Linked DNA regions of Sus scrofa: region 2 is linked to region 1. The links are chromatin contacts, called in public Hi-C maps. All regions are on one chromosome and are shown on one strand. The core of a region is the stretch at or near the end of the contact, and the rest is flanking DNA. Distances in the headings are between cores, read along the strand shown. Region 1 overlaps CDC14B (dual specificity protein phosphatase CDC14B). Region 2 overlaps HABP4 (hyaluronan binding protein 4).

Evidence for each region. Hi-C and Micro-C count contacts between places; a contact is called where the count stands out from the background.
Region 2: a contact with region 1 is called in a Hi-C map of liver, with 4 times the contacts expected there. The contact joins two enhancer-like sites. A contact is called at or near these places in 1 of 5 promoter capture datasets (liver) and 8 of 47 Hi-C or Micro-C datasets (blood, embryonic fibroblasts, epiblast stem cells and 4 more).

What each region holds. Positions count from the first base shown.
Region 1 is chr10:25,530,449-25,534,200 of Sscrofa11.1, reverse strand. All of the region lies in intron 5 of CDC14B (dual specificity protein phosphatase CDC14B), which reads right to left. Among named protein-coding and RNA genes, the nearest start is that of CDC14B, 60 kb to the right of the region's middle. Within about 2 kb of position 1,605, at least 1 of the 83 cell types and tissues checked has an H3K27ac peak or open chromatin away from gene starts, as enhancers often do. A contact at or near this core is called in liver, where this site is marked.
Region 2 is chr10:25,608,476-25,612,227 of Sscrofa11.1, reverse strand. The region is part of intron 5 of HABP4 (hyaluronan binding protein 4); the gene reads left to right. Among named protein-coding and RNA genes, the nearest start is that of HABP4, 26 kb to the left of the region's middle. Within about 2 kb of position 1,702, at least 4 of the 83 cell types and tissues checked have an H3K27ac peak or open chromatin away from gene starts, as enhancers often do. A contact at or near this core is called in liver, where this site is marked.

The DNA.
Region 1 (3,752 bases), core at 356-2,855:
GCGGTTTTTTTGGTGTTGTTTTGGTTTTGCCTTTTGTCCTTCTTTAGGGCTGCACCTGCAGCATATGGAGGTTCCCAGGCTAGGGGTTGAATCGGAGCTGTAGCTGCCAGCCTACACCACAGCCACAGCAGCACAGGATCCGAGCTGCATCTGTGACCTACACCACAGCTCACGGCAAGGCCTGATCCTTAACTCACTGAACGAGGCCAGGGATCGAAGCGACAACCTCATGGTTCCTAGTTGGATTCATTTCCATTGCGCCACAACGGGAACTCCAGATTCTTTTTTTTAATAAAAGATGAAGAAAAGGAGTTCCCTGGTTACCTAGCAGTTAAAGGATCTGGTGTTGTCACAGCTGTGCGCTGTGGCTCAGGTTGGATCCCTGGTCTGGGAACTGCCACATGCCACAGGCTAATCCAAAAAAAAAGATAAAAAGGACAAAGATAGAGTCAGTCCACAGTCCATTTGGAATACTTCCTTCCTGAGTGCACTTCCTCCAGACTCTTTGTTTTTGTTTTAATATTACACCACCTTCTAAGGCAGTCATTAGAAAGCCTTATTATCTCCAAAATTCTCCAAACAACTCTAGAAAAAGTTATCAGGCCTAAAGACCAGTTTTTAGAGAATTCTCACGCATCTCTACAAAGTTTTAATCAAATTATGCAACGGGGGAGTTCCCATTGTGGCTCCATGGTTAACAAACCTGACTGGCATCCATGAGGACGCGGGTTCGATCCCTGGCCTCGCTCAGTGGGCTACCGATCCGGCGTTGCCGTGAGCTGTAGTGTAGGTCAAAGACGTAGCTCAGATCCCACATTTCTGTGGTTCTGGCATAGGCCGGTGGCTCCAGCTCCGAGATGACCCCTAGCCTAGGAACCTCCATATGCTGCTGGTACGGCCCTACAAGACAAAAAAAAGACCAAAAAAAAAAAAAAAAAAAAAAAGAATATGCAATAAATTTCAATCAGATCACACCTTCACTACTTACTCTTATGTTTAATCTCTTGGGGTATTCATATTACATCTCAACACTGTTTTGCTACTATTAAATCTCCTTTTCTTAGAAGTTTTCTCCTGTTTCCCCACCTAGCATCATTACAGCTCCACGCTTCTACTTTAGCCAGCCAGTCATGGCTGCAAAGACACCTGCTACAGCCAAGAACTGTAAAACCCCTGCCAAGCTGGCTTCTAACTGAACAGAAGAATGAATTCAAGTGGAAGTCCAAATTGCTTACCTGGCACTTTCCTAAGCAATCAAATCAGTGCTAACCTCAGAGTATAAAATCCTGGAAGGATTTCTAAATCTAAAATATATTAACTATAGAAAAAATAAACTTCCACGTGCCCAATAGAGCCACAAGCAAAGTCAAAAGGCCAACATCAAACTGGGAACAAAGTGCCAACAAATTTTCAATCAATATGCCGAAGGGGTCAGGGCTCTTTCACTAGTTATGGAAAACAACAGCAACAAGATCTAAAAAGAGACTTCTTATCTATAAAAGTATCCAGAGTTTTGTGTCTAAGATAACGCTCGGTTCCCACCATGCCCATGGCTACCCTCTGAGGGGTTATTTCACACTGAAGGCACCATATCTGGCTCAAGACCTCACCATTTTGGGGACATCTGTTCTGACCAGAGACAAATGACTGATGCCAAAGCAGCCCATGCAGAGCTTTGTGGGTTCTGCTCAGGAGAAGGTTTGTTTTTGTTTTGTTTTTTTGTCTTTTTGCCATTTCTTGGGCCCCTCCCACGGCAAATGGAGGTTCCCAGGCTAGGGGTCTAATCGGAGCTGTAGCTGCCAGCCTACGCCAGAGCCACAGCAACTCGGGATCCAAGACGCATCTGCGACCTACACCACAACTCATGGCAACGCCGGATCGTTAACCCACTGAGCAAGGGCAGGGATCGAACCCCCAACCCCATGGTTCCTTGTCGGATTCGTTAACCACTGCGCCACAACGGGATCTCCAGGAGAAGGTTATCTTAGGTGGAAGTGCTTCAAACATCCAGATTATCTCCTGGATGGTACAAAAACATTTACAGCTATACAAAGGGCCATTCTCCAGGGTGCTCTTCCATACTTTAAGTTGAGCACCAAGAATTCTGGCTGTGTTCCTTCTCCTGTAAAGCTGTCACGATCTACTCTAACCTATGGGGTTCCTCTCCCCAGTGACTGGCCAACTAATGGGATCAAATATCCCAGTTAAAAACAGCTACCTCTCCAGTCTCTCTTTCCTGGGACCCTGCATACATTCTGTCCACACCCCCACTCTCAGGATTTTTGCTGCCAAGCACAAAATACACCAGGAGGGATGATAAACACACAAAGAAAAGGAGTTCCTGCTGAGGCACAACAGGATCAGGTGGCACCTATAAAGCGCTGGGACATAGGTTTGATTCCCAACCAAGCACAGTGGGTTAAGGACCCGGTATGGCCACAACAGCAGTGTACGTCGCAACTGCAGCTCAGATATGCTCCCTAGCCCGGAAACTCCATATGCCAGGGGGTGGCCAAAAAGGGGGGGGAGGGGAGCAAAAAGCAAACAAAAGTCCCTATCTGGATACGCCTAAGAAATCAAATTTTAAGAGAAAAAAAATCTATAACCTGTGTTTCAGACATTAAGAGCTGACAGTAAAACTTAGTTATCTCAAACATTTCTCTCAATTATGTTTTTCTCTTTTTGACCATACCCACAGCATATGGAAGATCCCAGGCCAGGGATCAAATCCAAGCCACATCTGCAAACTATGCCACAGCTGCAGCATCACCAGATCCTCGACCCACTGTGCTGGGTCAGGGATCCAACCAGCAATGCCACAGAGACAAGCTGGATCATTAACCAACTGTGCGCCACAGCGGGAACTCCCTCTTCTCAATTACTTTTGTGAGCACAAATTAAAAAAAAAAAAAAAAAAAATACAAAAAGTTCTTAATCATTGTTGCTAATGGAATACCTTCAACATAGAAAAAGAAACTATGCAATTTTGAGGTGCAATTTCAACGAGTACCACCAACTTTTGGTCTAATCATTGTTAAGTACCAGATTATCAACTTACACATCAGAAAAAGCATTTTAAAAGAAACCATGAACATGATGGAAAATAGTATGAGAGAAAGTGTGTGTGTGTGTGTGTGTGTATGACTTGGTCACTTTTCTGTACAGCAGAAATTGAAACAACACTGTAAATCAACTATACTTTAATTAAAAAAAATTTTAATATATTTTAGAACTATGTTCTAAATACTCAAAAAAATAAGAAATTTAAAAAAAAAAAAAAAAATGAAAGCATGACCAAAGCAAGTAGCAAGCTGGGGGAGGTAGCAATGAGAGCTCCTGCTGTGGCTCAGCAGGTTACAAACCCAACTAGCTAGTATCCATGAGGATACAGGTCTGAATCCTGGCCTTGCTCAGGAGGTTAAGGGTCTGGCATTGCCCTGAGCTGTGGTGTAGGTCTCAGATGCAGCTTGGATCCTGCACTGCTGTGGCTGTGGTGTAGACTGGCAGCTGCAGCTCCAAGTCGATCCCTACCCCAGGAACTTCCATATGCCACAGGGTTGGCCCTAAAAAGCCAAAAATAAATAAATAAATAAATTTCAAAAGAAAATTTGAACAGTTTAGCATACTCCTGTATAGCTTGTTACAGGAGTGCTTTTCATAGTACCAAGAAATAATCTGTTTTTCATCAGATCATCATCTCCTGAACCAAGACTTCAGGTCACATATGAAACAAATGAAGATCCTTCACATGT
Region 2 (3,752 bases), core at 453-2,952, 78 kb before region 1:
TGTGCTGTACAGAAAAGTGCCAACCTGATACTAAGAACTGAAGATGGGATAAGAGGTACGGCCTTGAAAAGACAAAAAAAAAAAAAGACCAAAAAATAAAATAAAATAAATAAATAATCCTATGAGAAGAGAAGAATGAGGAAGCATTATTACAAAATATCTGCAGTGAATTATTTTTTATTGGCATTTGTTTCTGAGTGTATTTCCTTACACAATGAGGATTATTATGTATTGAATTTTCTTAAAGCAGGACCATACCTCTTCAGAAATTTTATAGCAGATATATGAGGCACTAAAAGTTTGTCATGCAATTCATTTCCTTTGGAAGGAAGTGGGAGGTATTATTTACATGTTAGGTTAGATCTTAGATCCACTTGCCCCTGTTGAGTATTCAAGTGAGTGAAGGTTTATGTCTAGAACCCACTTTGCTTTGATTCACTTGATTAGGTAAAAAGGTACTGCCTGAATGGAAGTTTGGACATTGGAATTGATATTTGTATGTTTCCTCTGTCCATTTCTTGACCATGTTCCATCTAAGCATATTTTCCTGCCCTCTTATTCCCAAAGTAGCACAGAGGTTGAATGTGGGCTTTGGAGATAGAAGGATTGGATGTGAAATTTGGCTTTTTCATTTATATGTTAGCTGTATGACCTCTTTTCTCGATTCTTACCTGTAAAATGGAGTTATTAATTTTAACTTACCTGTGGGATTGTCATGGGTGGATTAATGTAAAGCACTTTGATTAGCATCTGGCACCTTGTAAACATACAGTAAATGTTAGCATTATTGTCCCATTTGTTTGTAAATATATTGCACAAATCTTTAACCATCAGATTTGTGTACAGCATTGTTCATATTACAAGTCGTAGATTTGACACCTTATATCTATAAGCAGCTTTGATGGAAAATTATCTCCTATGACTTTTCATCATAAATCAAGACCTGTGAAGGGCTTTGAATTACTCACAGGGTGTGTGTGTTAAATTTAGAGGGATAGCAGTTACAATGCTTTTCTGTTAGATATACACTTGCCTTAGTCCTTCCTAGAACTGAGGAGTGCGTTATATTCCTGTTGAATATCATATCTAAACATAAAGAACAAGAACAAAAAAGCACAAGGCGTGTAAGGAATGCAGCCCTCTAGTGATACACAGACAAGTCTGTGCAATTCAGAGTAGAGCACCTGCTACAAGCGATTCCTCCACAGAAGTGATCAGCCTGACACAGTACAGACACCCTCTGTGCATTCTCCTTCCTCACCTACCACGTCAACAAGCCCTCTGCCTCTCACTATTCATTTTCAGGAAATAAGAAAAAACTACGCTGGAACTGGCTTGCACCAAGGTGTTAACAGCCAATTGTTAAATTTTCGAAACACAGTCATTGAAAATGAAATTATGTCAACCTAGAATTTATAATGTTAAAACAAAGGTAATAACTCCTTGCAACTCACGGTATCCTAATTATTGCAGCGCATTTTACCTTTCCCTATGTACTTAAAGTTACTTACCCCACTTGTATGTGTACAGTGGAAATACTACATATTGGTGTACTACTGCACATCTCTTCCCAATTCTTTGTTCAGTGATGTCACACTGATGTCACATTGGTAGCTTCAGATCCTCCAAGGTGGAATATATTTACACCACAGAAACTAGCAAGTGCGAGAGATCCAGGTTTTTTCCTCCCTGAGACCCAGATGTTAAATATTTACCAGCACACCACTGCCTGCAGGGATGCAATCAATAAAATTCTGACTCTGGGAAACTCTTTGGACAAATGACCCAGCTTTTTCTTATTTCCTGAAAGTGAATAGTGAGAGGCAGAGGGGTGATCAAATTCAGGTTCAACTTTATGGCACGATTATTTCATAGGTTGTGGAAGGCCTCCGATCATCATTGCCTTTATCCATTAATCATTAGGACTGCTAAGTAGTGGTAGTCTAATTCTGTCATTCTTTCTTCATTTAGTAGCTGAGATGACCTATAAAGAAACACTTACCTATGGAGTTCTTGTGGCGCAGTGGTAATAAACCTGAGTAGCATCCATGAAGATGCTGGTTTTATCCCTGGCCTTGCTCAGTGGGTTAAGGATCTGGCGTTGCCGTGAGCTGTGGGGTAGGCTGACAGCTGCAGCTCTGATTTGACCCCTAGCCTGGGAACTTCTATATGCCTCAGGTGTGGCCCTAAAAACACACACACACACACACACACACACACACACACAAACTTTTTTAAACAATTTGATTATACTGAGGTATAAATTCATTTAGAAAAGGAAGAATAAGTAAAAGGTACATTTTACTTTTAATTTACTCATTTTCAGAATAAGGAGCTGGTTTCCTCGGGTCCTTCAAGGGTGCCAATGCCTTTTTTTTTTTTTTTTTTTTTTTTTTTTTTTTTTTTTTTTTTTTTTTTGCTTTTTAGGGCCACACCTGAGGCATATGGAGATTCCCAGGCTAGGGGTCCAATCAGAGCTACAGCTGCCGGTCTACATCACAGCCACAGCAACGCAGCATCCTTAACCCACTGAGCAAGGCCAGGGATCGAACCTGTAACCTCATGGTACCTAGTCAGATTCATTTCCACTGAGCCATTGACAGGAGCTCCTGATGACTTTTTTTAAAGCATTGTTATAAACTTGGAGATTTAAGCATATTTGATGTGTTTTAATCCACTGAGTTTTTATGCTTATGGGTGCTTATACTGACCCCATTTTTTTGATTCTTGATCCTTTTGACACATGTTCAGTGTTCTTTGTTTACTTGCTTTCTGGTAAGACACGTTTTAGACTCATCATCTAAACTTCAATCTTCATACCTTATACTGAGCCATTTTTTCCGTGGAGCTAGAGTCCTATAATAGAATATGGGGTTTTGGTTTGTTTGTTTTGTCTTCTTAGGGCCACACCCACGGCATATGGAAATTCCCAGGCTAAGAGTCAAATTGGAGTTGCAGCTGCCGGCCTAGGCCACAGCCACAGCAACACCAGATCTGAGCCGCATCTGTGACCTACACCACAGTTCACAGCAATGCCGGATCCTTAACCCACTGAGCGAGGTCAGGAATCAAACCCACATTCTCATGGATACTAGTTGGGTTCATTTCCCCTGAGCCACAAAGGGAACTCCTAGAATATGGGATTTAGAGACTACAGTCTGGTCACTAGGAGGACTCACTGCTATTAGGTTCTTGACTGTTTCTAGGACATTTAAATGGACATAGCTGAGAAATAAACACACACATTTTTTTTTCTTCATACACATTTTTAAGATAAAATATTTATGAGCTCACTCAGTATTTCCACTTGAAATTTAGGAATACAAAATTTTCAGCTAAACTTTCTTATCTTTTTTTTTTTTCCTCTTTTTTTTCTATGCTGAAAATCCTAGTTGTCAGTAACATCACACTATTACTTATTTGCTACACACACAATAGTCACAAATAACAGCACCAGCACTACCACCAATGGTATGATTCTTAAAAAGTTATATATAGAGAAATGAATAATCAAATTTGTATTTTAAAAGGTACTTCACTTTCTTCTGATGCTTTTATCACCAATCTGATACACAGGCTAATTTGATTAATTTTGCTTCCAAGTTTTAGAGATTGAATTTTAATTTAAATCCGTCTTATAATTATGTAAAATATTTACATGTTTCCAAAGTGTGACCTGTTAAAGCATAATATTTTCCAACTAGTTTCTATTCCTATTCGAGCCCTATTTTATATTACATTAAAAAAAAATA